2 separate regions of the Columba livia genome follow, and region 2 is linked to region 1. Evidence: chromatin contacts called from public Hi-C data. All regions are on one chromosome and are shown on one strand. Each heading gives the region's core, a stretch centred on a gene start, on an enhancer-like site or on the middle of the called end of the contact. The rest is flanking DNA. Distances are from core to core; before and after follow the strand shown.

Region 1 (5,835 bases), core at 1,926-4,425:
AACCTTTACTTAGTCACAAGCAGTGATGGGAAAGAGCTCTGTAAAAACAGATTAATTCCTCAGGAGAATGAATAAATAAATAAATAAATAAATAAATAAATAAATAAATAAATAAATAAATAAATAAATAAATAAAATAGAAAAGGCTTAAGGTTATTGGAAGTGTTCTACTGAGGATTTTTTAACAGCATCGGATCTTTCATCCTCTGCTCAGTGGGCCTAATGCGCCATCTGCTGTTTTAATTCTAAATTTTTGAAGGAATTTATCATTCTGCAGCATTTAAACAAATAGGCTGCAAAAAAAACGTGAGTTTGGTGTTGTTTTTTTCTTCTGATTTTGGATACAGCAGTTTATACAAACACTGGCAAAGAAATTAAAAACCCACCATTGTTAACACTGCTCATGTACGGGTAACACTGAGGTCTAAGCCATAAAAAACCTGTTCCCGCACTGTAGCCTAAAATACGATGATCTGTTAGCTCCATCTGGTGGCTTCCCTGCATTACAATTTTTGGTGTCTTTTCGTGATTTCTTTTTTTCCAAGAAGCACCAGATATTTATTAAAAATATAATTTTTACGCCTTTGCTAGGTTTTTACTCCACTGAGTGAAATTCTGCAAAAGTTCGGTACATTTAGCTTTCTAAATCTTGATTTACACAAAATACGACTGGAGCTGGTATGGATTAGATACAACATTCGTGGCGAGTATGCATGCACATGCCTTCTGGTCTTAAATAATCCAGTTAAACCCACTGGGGTTATTCACAGAAATAGATTTAAGCACTTATGAGACTATACTCATGGTGTGTGATAACACTGCACATTTGGGAGGAAGCAAGCCTTCTGTAAATGTTCCTTCACAACACGATTTGTGTTCGCGTACCCCGAAGAATTTATATGCCTGCCTGCATCTTCACAGCAGCACAACTGGCAATGAGGGGAAAACAAGGCAATTGCCGAGTTCTTTACTGAAACACTTTCTTGGATATTATGCAAAGGCCAGGAAAACTGTTTTCTTAATCATAGAACTGTTGAGAACAGTATTAAAGTGTAAGCCTTTCCCACCTGAGTACAGTTTGAAACCCAGGACGTGAATCGTGAAGCAGTCCAGAGAAAAATTTTTATAGGCGAGTGCCACCTGGTGGAACACTGAGAAGGCCTTTCACATCAAAAAAGCTCTTTTAAGGTGGTCAGGACCTTTTCAAATCAGAGATTTTAAACCAAAAAGTAACAGCAAAATATCACACAGGTGCACCAGGCAGCTGGGTGAACATGCTCTGGGTGGATACCAGAGTGTCCTAGCACTGGTTCTTGCTGATCTACGCGCTACACTGATCACACTGACAGACTAGGAGGTTGCGTATTTTTAATTAATGTCTTTGCAAGCATAACTATTTTGAAAGTAACATCAGTTCAAAAGTAAATTATAAAAATGCTTTCCTTTCAATTCTATGTTTTATATACCATATTTCTAGACTTCTAAGCTTGTAATTCCCTAAACATTCAAAATACGTACAACTGCTAGGTATGTATCATATGCAACGCAAAATTGACAACATGAATGAACCATTTTTTTGTTGTGAATTTTCTGTCCTAGGAAAAGCCTGACACAGTTGGGTATGCGTTACCAGATCTCGAAGGTAAGGGCAGAAATTGGCACTAGCCTCCAACTCCAGTGAAAAATTAGGCTTCTGCTGTAACTGAATGCATATTTCTGCTCCTGACATGTTAACGGGCAGCAGTCGCAGCCTCTCAAAGCCATTTCCTGCTGTACACCAAGGAAAATCCCTCATTTGAGGCCCAGTTCTGGTTTTGCTCATCACTGTGTGGGACAACAGGACTTTAGTGGAATACGCAACTGGAAAATTGGGTTCATCTTTTTGTGTGTCTTCTTGCACAACTTCAAAAAAAGTATGTTTCTAAACTTGTGTCATTTACAGAACACCATGGGAAATTAATGTACTACCGGAACTTAGCAGGCAATTAGGCTGTGCAGTTGACACAGAAGCAGGGCTCCAAGTTTATCTGACATGGTTTAAATGAGACAGAAAACCCTTTGGTTTAGATTTAGTGGCATAAATAGGACATTCTATCCTAAGAGAACGGTGGATACATGAAATGCTCTGTCAGAAGGATGATGTATTTTTCTATGTCTGTTTTCAGCCTCTGAGTTTCACGCTTGTGTAAGACACGGCATTGACTGATATTGAAGCGCCTTTGTTTGATTAGGAAGCCCGGGAGCTGTCAGCAATAGGTAGAGTGCTTCTGTTTTCATTCACACATTTGCTCACCATTCTTTACCCTGATCCTCCAAAAAGGCCTCAACAAGGAGAAGGAAGTATTACTCGGGCAGCGCACATCGCAAGCACGTTCCATATAAAGAATTAAGCGGATTAGCTGTACCACTATGGTTGGTTATTGGCTTCAAAGGAAAATATTGGCTGCACCTACGTAAATGCCTCTGTTTAAGCAATTTAAAAAGGAACCATTTCCCAGAAGTACAGGTGCACGGCTGACTGTAGCTATTAGGGCTGTGAAAAGGCAAGAATAATAAATATATAAATAAATATACATAAATATATAAATATATATATATATATAAATAAATAAATAGGAAAAGCCACGAATGCGACCAGGGATCTCCCTCTCGCCCCGGAGCTCGGGGCTGTTCACCTGCCACTCCCCAGCCCCGGGCGCCGACCCGAGCCCCCGGCCGGCGGCCGCTCGCAGCCCGTCCAGCCGCTCCACAGAGCGACGTTCGTCCCCGCGGAGCCGACGGCAGCGGCGCACCCCTCCTGCCCCGCACAGACCCCGGGCCGAGCCCCGCTGCCCTCGGGGTCCCGGGGGGAAGGACACCCCCGCCACCGGGCGGGCCCCAGAGAGGGGGAGCCGCGGGGGCGGGGGAAGGGGCCGCGCCGCGGCACAGCGCAGCCCGCCCCCCGCCCGGCAGCCAAGGCCCGACCCCGGGCTCTGCCCGCCGCGCCCCGTCCCGCCCCGTCGGGGGCGGTGGGGGGGGGAAGGGGAGGCGGGGGCCGCCCGCGGGCGCGTTACGCACGCAGTGAGCTCAGCGGCCCGCGGCCGAGGGGCGGCGCGGCGGGGGGCGGCGGGCCGCGCCGAGGGTGGGGGCGGCCCAGGCAAACCCCATAAAGGGCAGCAGCGGCCAGCCCGGTTGCTGCACTCAACCCGCACGGCGGAGCCATCCGGATCGCAGCGAACGGGGCCCGGCCGGCCCGGCGCCGAGGGCTGGGGGTGGTGTTCACTTTGTTTTCGGCTCCGCTCTGCAAGAACGGGAGGTTTCTCGGCGCTCGCCTCCCCCCGCCCCGCGAAGCCGTGGAAGTGCAGGCGGGACCGTGCCGGAGCTGCCGGAGGAGCGAGCGGAGACTCGCCGGAGATTCCTCCCCGACTGCTGCTGCTGGGGAGAGCTGAGGAGGCGGCGGGAAGGAGAACCGGCAGTGAGAGAAAAGAGGACAGACAGACGGACAGAGGGGAACGGCTGCTCCCCTCGCAGACCCTCATTCCCCGCCGCCGCGCCCCGGACATGGGGAAGCCGACACCACCTCTTCAGTGACCGCGGGACCCGGCGCTCGCCCGGCCCTCCCCGCCCCTCCGCCAGGAAAGAGAAACTGAGATCCCCCCAAAACCTGAAAGCAAAAAATTAATTTTTTAAAAATATAAACAAATAAATAAATAAAAAGGGCTCCGTTAAGCCAGCGGCCGCAGCAACAAGCCTCCCCCGCCCCGAGTTCAGGGACCGCGATGAGGACCGGGGGGCGCCCGCCGGTGCTGGTGCCGGTGCTGGCGGCGCTGCTGGGGCTGTGCAGCGCCGAGCGCCCCGCCGAGCGGCAGGCGCTGGTGGTGCCGCGGCGCCTGGGCGCTGCCGGCGGCCGGGAGCGCTTCCGCCTGGAGGCCTTCGGGGAGCGGCTGACGCTGGAGCTGGAGCCCGACAGCAGCTTCCTGGCCCCGGACTTCACCCTGCAGTACCTGGGCGGGCCGCCGCCGCCGCCGGAGGACGACCTCTCCCGCTGCTTCTACTCCGGCACCGTCAACCGGGACCCCAGCTCCGCCGCCGCCCTCAGCCTCTGCGCGGGGATGCGCGGAGCCTTCTCCCTGCGGGGTCGCCAATACCTCATCCAGCCGGCTCCCGGCACCGCGCACCGCGGCGGAGCCCACCTCCTCCGCCTCCGCGGGACCCGCCGGGCCGCCCCCGCCGCCCGCTGCGCCGTTAGCGAGACGGGGGCGGAGGCGGCGGAGCCGGAGCCCGCCGGGCACGCAGGTACCGTCGGGGCGCCGCGCTGCCCTCCACTGGGAGGGAAAGGGAGGAACGGGAGATTTGTCTGCGCCCCCGCCCCGACGGGGCGGACTGCAGGGTCCCGGACGGTGCATTCCCTCAGCCCCGGCCCGGGGGTGCTCCCACCTGGGTGCGGGTCTGGCTATCGCCCGTCTGCCCGGCGGCGACTCAGAGGAGTTGCTCGGCCGAGGTTGCAGAAGTTTTGGGGGCGGCAGCCGGGCGTGGCAGTACATCCCTTAGGTGAAAATCTTGAGTATCAATGGAGTTTGGGTTCCATAAGGTGGTCTTTTGCAGTGGTTTTTCTCTTTCAACGCTAACATGCACTTTCCTTGCCTCTGCCTCTCCCTTTTTAATGCAGAAACGAGGAGCAGAAGAAAGAAGAGGTTTGTGTCCAGCCCCCGCTATGTTGAGACCATGCTGGTAGCTGACCAGTCCATGGCCGAGTTCCACGGCAGCGGGCTGAAGCACTATCTCCTGACGCTGCTCTCCGTGGCAGCCAAGCTGTACAAGCACCCTAGCATCCGCAATTCCATCAGCCTCGTGGTGGTGAAAATCATGGTCATTTATGAGGAGCGGAAGGGACCTGATATCTCTTCCAACGCTGCCCTGACTTTGAGAAACTTCTGCAGCTGGCAGAGGCAGCACAACCCACCCAGTGACCGGCATGCCGAGCACTACGACACAGCAATCCTCTTCACCAGGCAGGTGAGGGACACAGAGGTCAAATCCATGCCCACGCTCATTGCTCCCTACCCCCAGAGGACCATTCTGCCAGGAGACCTCTGAAAAAGCGCTCAGAGGCAGTCTTGTGTCATGACAGCTTCAGCAAAGTAGGCTAAAAATGAAATGAACTGCTTTTGATTTAGTCATTTACTTTGCTGTTTGTGCTGTCTCAGGTGAAACTCACAGTATGTGCAACATATTTCTGCCCCATATATTTTTAGCTGATTTAGTGTGGAAATTATGCATTTTATTTCTACCTGTAACACTTGCGTAGGTTCCAAAGACAGGTTTTTGCCATCATACCCATTGAAGTGCTGAATATTTATGCTCTTTCCATAAGTGAAGGCAAACTGCCAGGGCTGGATGTTTCTTGCCAAGGTTAAGTCTCTGATCCGATTAATAATGAAACTGCCTTTTTTTACAGGACCTCTGCGGTGCCAAGACATGTGATACTCTTGGGATGGCTGATGTGGGAACAGTTTGTGATCTAAACCGCAGTTGCTCTATCATAGAAGACGATGGCTTACAGGCTGCTTTTACAACAGCACACGAACTAGGTACTTGAAACTCTGAAAGGCGATTTAATGTAGTTAATTGAAGCCAGCTCGATGCCGTAAAGCAAAGAGCTGCCCAGCCCGCGCGGCCCCCTGCAGCAGTCGGGAGGAGGCAAAGCTTTGCCTGTAGCAGGGCTGAGCTGTGGGAAGCAATTGTGGTCTGCACGGCATTGTCTGTGAGAGCTGCGTGTTGGAGTGCAGGAAAAAAGCTTGTGAGAAGCCAGGGAGGGGAGCGAAGATACAGTGCCATCTGCCTAAAGTTTGGCAG
Region 2 (5,563 bases), core at 2,504-5,003, 120 kb before region 1:
TTAAAAAATATGCTGAATAAACAAGGGAAACATTTTGAAAGATAAAATATTTCAAATACTAGCAGTTATTGTGAAAAAATAAAACGCCTTAGGAATAAAAAGAAAAAAATCTAGTTTCTTATATCATAATTATATTATTGCCTTGGAACAATCTATCTATTTTCTTTCTGAGAATTTTTTCGAGCAGTTGTTTTTGAGCAATTTTCCTCGTATGAATAATCAGGCTTTTGAAGCACGACTCCAGTGTAAGGTCAAAGTTGTTTTTTATATTCTCCAAGCAGCTGAATTGTTCTCTGCTTATGTAATACAGATGTCAAGCTGCCTGAAATGCTTGTGCACTTTTGTGACTGCTAAGAAAAAGCAAGTACACTCTACAGCATTTTGTCGATTAGAAACTTATTTTCTCATTTTACATTAATTTCTAAGTCCCACCAAGCTCATGTTTGTGCAAAAACTGCCTTCATTAATTAAAAAAAAAAAAAAAAAAAAAAGAGCAACAGTAATTACTAAGCTTTTAGCTAAGCTTTTTACATCTAACTGTGCTCACAGTCGGGTGACAATGTTCCTCAATTTTTAGTGAGAAAATTTCAGGCAATTTGTAGTCTTATATGAGATACATTTGAATCCAGCAGGTAATTGGAAGTTTGTTTTTCACCTTGAAAACATGTAACATGTACAGGTAATTTTGATTCGAGAGAAATAACATTTGGTCCCCCTGAGACTGTGTAGGTTTCATACAATTGAGGTTATGTAAGTTTTGTCTTTTAAAAGATATAATCATAGTAGTTATTATGACAAGATTAGGTAACATGGATAGTGTAAAACATGTTTCAGCTAGGGTGGGTGGGAGGGGAGGATCAGATATATAGGCTATACGTACTGACTTTGTGTAAGTTTTGGAGTTTGCCTGTAATAGACTGAGACCAAATCTACAGCACAGCTTTGTACAGCCCATGTATGCTGAGACAATGCAATGTCTACATGACCAAAAGGCTTAATTTAAGATAAAAATCACTATTGTTAGGGATCCAGAGCCAGCCTCTGGCAAATTGCCATGTAATAGCAGTTAGACTGCTCCCAGTAACACAGGGCTATTCAGTATATCACATAGAATTACTGGCTCAGATTTCCACTAGCTCAAGGATCTTTGCACAGTTGTCTGCCGTTCTGTATAGATAATTCTAAGTTTTGTAGTAAGACAGCAAATATTTTCCTCCTTCTTCCCAAGTAATGAAATTCTAGAAAAACAGCAATAAGTCTTCCAGAATCTCATAGAAGTCACTGGTTAGAGCTGGGAATAGAGAACTAGATTGCTGGTAGAGCCACAGAGCTTTCAACTACAGAAAAAGGAAACAAAACAAAACTCCTTATATTTCATGACTAGGATGTGTAGTGTGTTGTGTGAACCTTACATCCACATTAACAGCACCTTCACCTATTTTGATGGTAACAATTTGATCTAAATAATGTAATTGTAAAGTATACATTCTCAAGAGGTGACTCAAAAGTCACCTTTTGCTAGAGATTTGCTAGAGATTGCTGTACATTTAATCTCATCAACAATCACAGAAATTTGAGTTGCTTTGGTAATCTGTTTTATTCATCTTCACCTCATCTTCCTCTTAGCATGAGTTTGACAGGAAACTAACAAATTGAATCAGAAACTGCTGCTGCCAAATTTCTCAGTGTTATAATTTTAGTGGTCCCTGTCCTCTTTTTAGTTAATTTTCAGATCAAAATGTATGTTCAATGGTACACGAATTCTTCCTTTTAATTGAGAAGTAATGCATCAGAAGAGTTTAATTTTGTCATGAAGAATCTTATTTAGAAATGTGTATACTCACAGAAGATATCTGCATTTGGTAGCTGAGTTGGAATTAAATCAGAATATCTGAACCATATGTCTCCATTTTGGACAAAGGTTAATCTTTTCCATTTTCTTTGAAGAACATTTCTTTGCAAAGTGTATTTCTTCATAAACTGAGCTATCATATCAAAAGTTTACAGCTCTGACAGGAAAGCTGCATTTCTATAACAGCCTAAAATATGGCTCATTTCTTAGCAGATCATGTACAGAAGGCAGTATCTGTCCATTCTGGGAAGTCTAAAGAAATAAAATTTGCCACAGCTGAATGTAGCCTTCAGGCTGTAAAAGGAAACCAACTTCAGGAATAGAAAACTGACCCAGCAGGGGCAATGGCAGGATCACAACTTGAGAAGACAGTGTTGTTGCTGAAAATAAATTAGAAAAATAAATTAGAGATGGAAGATTGGGACATATATATTCTGAACAAGTATCTAGAGAGAATGACAAAGACTCAAAATGGAAATAGAAAAAGCAGGTATGACAGTAACACTGCCTTCATTGAGACCTTGAAATAAGATGTGCCCACATTTAGGAGCCTGAATTCTCTATATGTCCAATACAAGGAACAGGTAGTTGCCTAAAATTAGATTAAATACAGCCTGAAGTACCTCTGAAAAAGGGTCCTTGGTAGAGTCTGGCTGTGTGAAAGAAACAATCTATTAGCACTAACAGGCTGATCATGTGAAATGCTTAATGGTTATTTGGTCACAATAATCTTTGCATCTATGGATGGAAACAGCAGAATAATAGACTAAATTAAATTGGACAATCAGGAAAGAACTGATGAAAATTAAGGTGATATAAATGAAAAAGAATATATGCTCAAGAGATTTAAAAGCAACAGAAATGACAGTTCAGGTGCTGATTTGAGAACTGTTGAGTTTAAGAAAGCCACTTGGCTATATGAAGTGAGAAAGCAGGCTCTGATGTTTCCAGAAACAAGAACAGAGAGAGCAGAAAAATTTAGGAGGGTAAAACGGAGGATGATATTTGAGTCAAACTTCTCATTAAAAGAAGAGAATTGGGAGGGGAATGGAAACACAGAGAGGAGCGTGTTTTTCTCTTCAAAGCAAACAAAAAGTTAATATAATATAAGGGAATAAAAAAGATATGCTGAAGAAAGGCTAGAACTTTAAAGGGAACTTATGTTCCCATATTTATGAGATTGTATCATGAATATAATTTGAGCAGAGATATTTCCCACTAAACCCAAAATGTTAAATGATAGTTCTTCAAAATGTTTTCCAGTGATTTACATTTCCTATAATAGAAAATGTTATCCTTCATGAAAGCTCAGCTAGACTCAGTATTTTCCATCATGCCCCATTTTCTACTAGGTCTATATTATAATTTAACAACATTCTTGATCTTCATTTTCCCATCAGTCCTGAAGAACTATACCAATTTTCCCTTCTGTGTTTTCATCAGTATGGAAAACACTCCATTCCCCTGTGTGAAGTCCAAACCCAGAATACTTGCCAAAAACTCAAAGTACAAGAGGGAGAGGTAAGGAATAGACCTGACTCTTCTGTGCTCTTCCCCCACTCAGATCAGAGACAACAGAAACACTTGTCCTTCTGAAGTCTTTCCCAAAATATCTCTGCATGTGACTGTCATGTATTCAGTTACTGCTCATTAATCCTATTAAAGAATCATCTCATAAGCCCTAGTTCAAATGAATTCTACATTGACTGAAGCGTAAAGAGATATTTGTTTTGAGAAAGTCCTCTCTCCAGACAGTTGTAAGGAAACTAAAAACAGAACAGGAGATTAAATCTAACAATGACAGGCTCCCAGGAGTTACAGTATGTGTGTTGCCTCACAAAACCAGTCCTGATGCTTCAACTACATTAATTCTGGCTTTCATTGAGCACAACACACTGCAGTCAGCATACATGTTCTTCAGTAAACTGCCACTCTTTATGCTGCCTCGGCTGCTCAGCCACTGTACTTCAGCAGCTCAGGAATTACTTTTTACTTTGTCACACATGGAAAATGTGTAGCACATAAAAACCCTTCTCTCATCCTTAACAGGCTCCAGAATACTGCAAACAAGTGGTAAATTATTCCGGCTGCTACAGTGGCTCCCTGACATAAGCATCGAGTTTGTATCTCAGTTTTGTCCGTGAAAGTAAAGCATCAGTTCTGAATTAAGTTCATTATACCATCAACAGACTTGCCTTTTGAGGGCCTTCAGTGGAAAACTCTGCTCGCTTTAGTTCAGGTACCTGTCGTAGGAGAGCTGGCCTAAATTAATAAGTGGCTGATTCAAATGCAAACAAAACAAACCAAAACAAAATAAAAATATTATATGTCTTTATAAATTATCTAGCTGAACTATAGAATTCTTTGTGGATCTGAAGAGTTTAAATGGATTCAGAAAGCAACTGAATAATAGAATAAAAAGCCACTGGAGGTCATTAAGCAAAAGAAGTGCGAGGTGATCTCCCAGCTACAAATTGCCAGAGAATGAGAGTCCTGGGGAGGAAATACCCCTGTGCACCAATTCTTTCCTATGCATTGGTCAGAATAAAGCAAAGAATTTTGGACAAAGCTTTGCTATCATCTAGGATGGCAAATGTAAGAGAACTTCTCCAAATGGTGAACATTTGCATGAGGGGAAAATGTTTAAATCAAGTAAATTGACCACTTTCCCATCCTCTACTACATTTTATAATTGGCTGATTTCACAAAATTCAGTTTTCTAATACAGTTCCTTTAAAGTAATAAGCAACTTTTTTGGTAACATTGAGAGACAATGAACTAAAAATCATATCAGATTCCTTGTTTCTAGACTGGTATTTAAATGACCCTTTTAGAGATACCAGCACCAAGCAGAACTGTGCCATCTGCTACTCTCTGACCAGCTTTCCTTTTCATTCTTTGCCCTTTCACTTGCTCTTATTGCTGTCAAATGCCCATAAGCAAGCGGTCTAAGTGGGTGGAAGTGAGCACAATAGGGTATGAAGTGACAAAAACAGAGAGAAATGTAATATCAGCTCAGAAGAGAAGATGCTGGTAAAAAGAGAGTCTTGCACCCCAGTTTTCTTTTCTCTCTTTCAGTCATAATGTCTACAGTCAAAGTTTGAAATGGGAATAAAAATCACCTCTGCTGGATATCTCCTTCACTTCATTTCTAAATCAGCTCAACTATTTTATATATTATTCAGACAGCTAATTGCAGCCATTTCCTAGATATAGCTAGATTGGACACCTGTGGGTTTTGTATTTGATTAATTGTCTTTTTTACAGGTTTTACTTAGATTTTACATAGTAAGCTTCAAAATAAAAATTAGTATTAGAAAGCGTATTCCAGGAACTAAAAATAGGATACAGCATGTATTAAGTTACGAGAACACTACTGTGAAGTTATAGGATTTCTATAAGTTGACATACATGAAGTGTATTTGTCCTTTTGTATTCTAGGGAGTTAACATGATTAAGGTTTTTTTTAATCTGGCATGCCTTTTCATTATTGAATCTGCATTAAATCTTCCTAAATTCTCTTTATGCCTTTCCAAAAAATAATATGAGCTGTCTTTTTGTTGTCTGGAATGTGTTGTCATTTTCTAAGTGGTTTTCAAGGTTGCAATTCATTAACTAAGAAAGTTTTGGTTACAAATACAAATCTCAAGAAATGAACCCAAGTGAGTGGAATAAGGGTCCATGTATGGCAAGTCCTTTTGAAACCTGAGA

The links. Hi-C and Micro-C count contacts between places; a contact is called where the count stands out from the background.
Region 2: a contact with region 1 is called in a Hi-C map of crop, with 2.8 times the contacts expected there. The contact joins the enhancer-like site here to the promoter of ADAMTS1 in region 1. A contact is called at or near these places in 2 of 2 Hi-C or Micro-C datasets (crop and liver).

What each region holds. Positions count from the first base shown.
Region 1 is chr1:89,366,719-89,372,553 of bColLiv1.pat.W.v2, reverse strand. It overlaps ADAMTS1 (ADAM metallopeptidase with thrombospondin type 1 motif 1), which reads left to right and starts at 3,175. Exons shown (of 9, transcript XM_065065731.1): 1 at 3,175-4,275; 2 at 4,649-4,995; 3 at 5,438-5,570. The coding sequence starts at 3,759.
Region 2 is chr1:89,491,166-89,496,728 of bColLiv1.pat.W.v2, reverse strand. All of the region lies in intron 1 of LOC135579650 (a long non-coding RNA gene), which reads left to right. Among named protein-coding and RNA genes, the nearest start is that of ADAMTS5, 49 kb to the right of the region's middle. Within about 2 kb of position 3,753, at least 1 of the 3 cell types and tissues checked has an H3K27ac peak away from gene starts, as active enhancers do.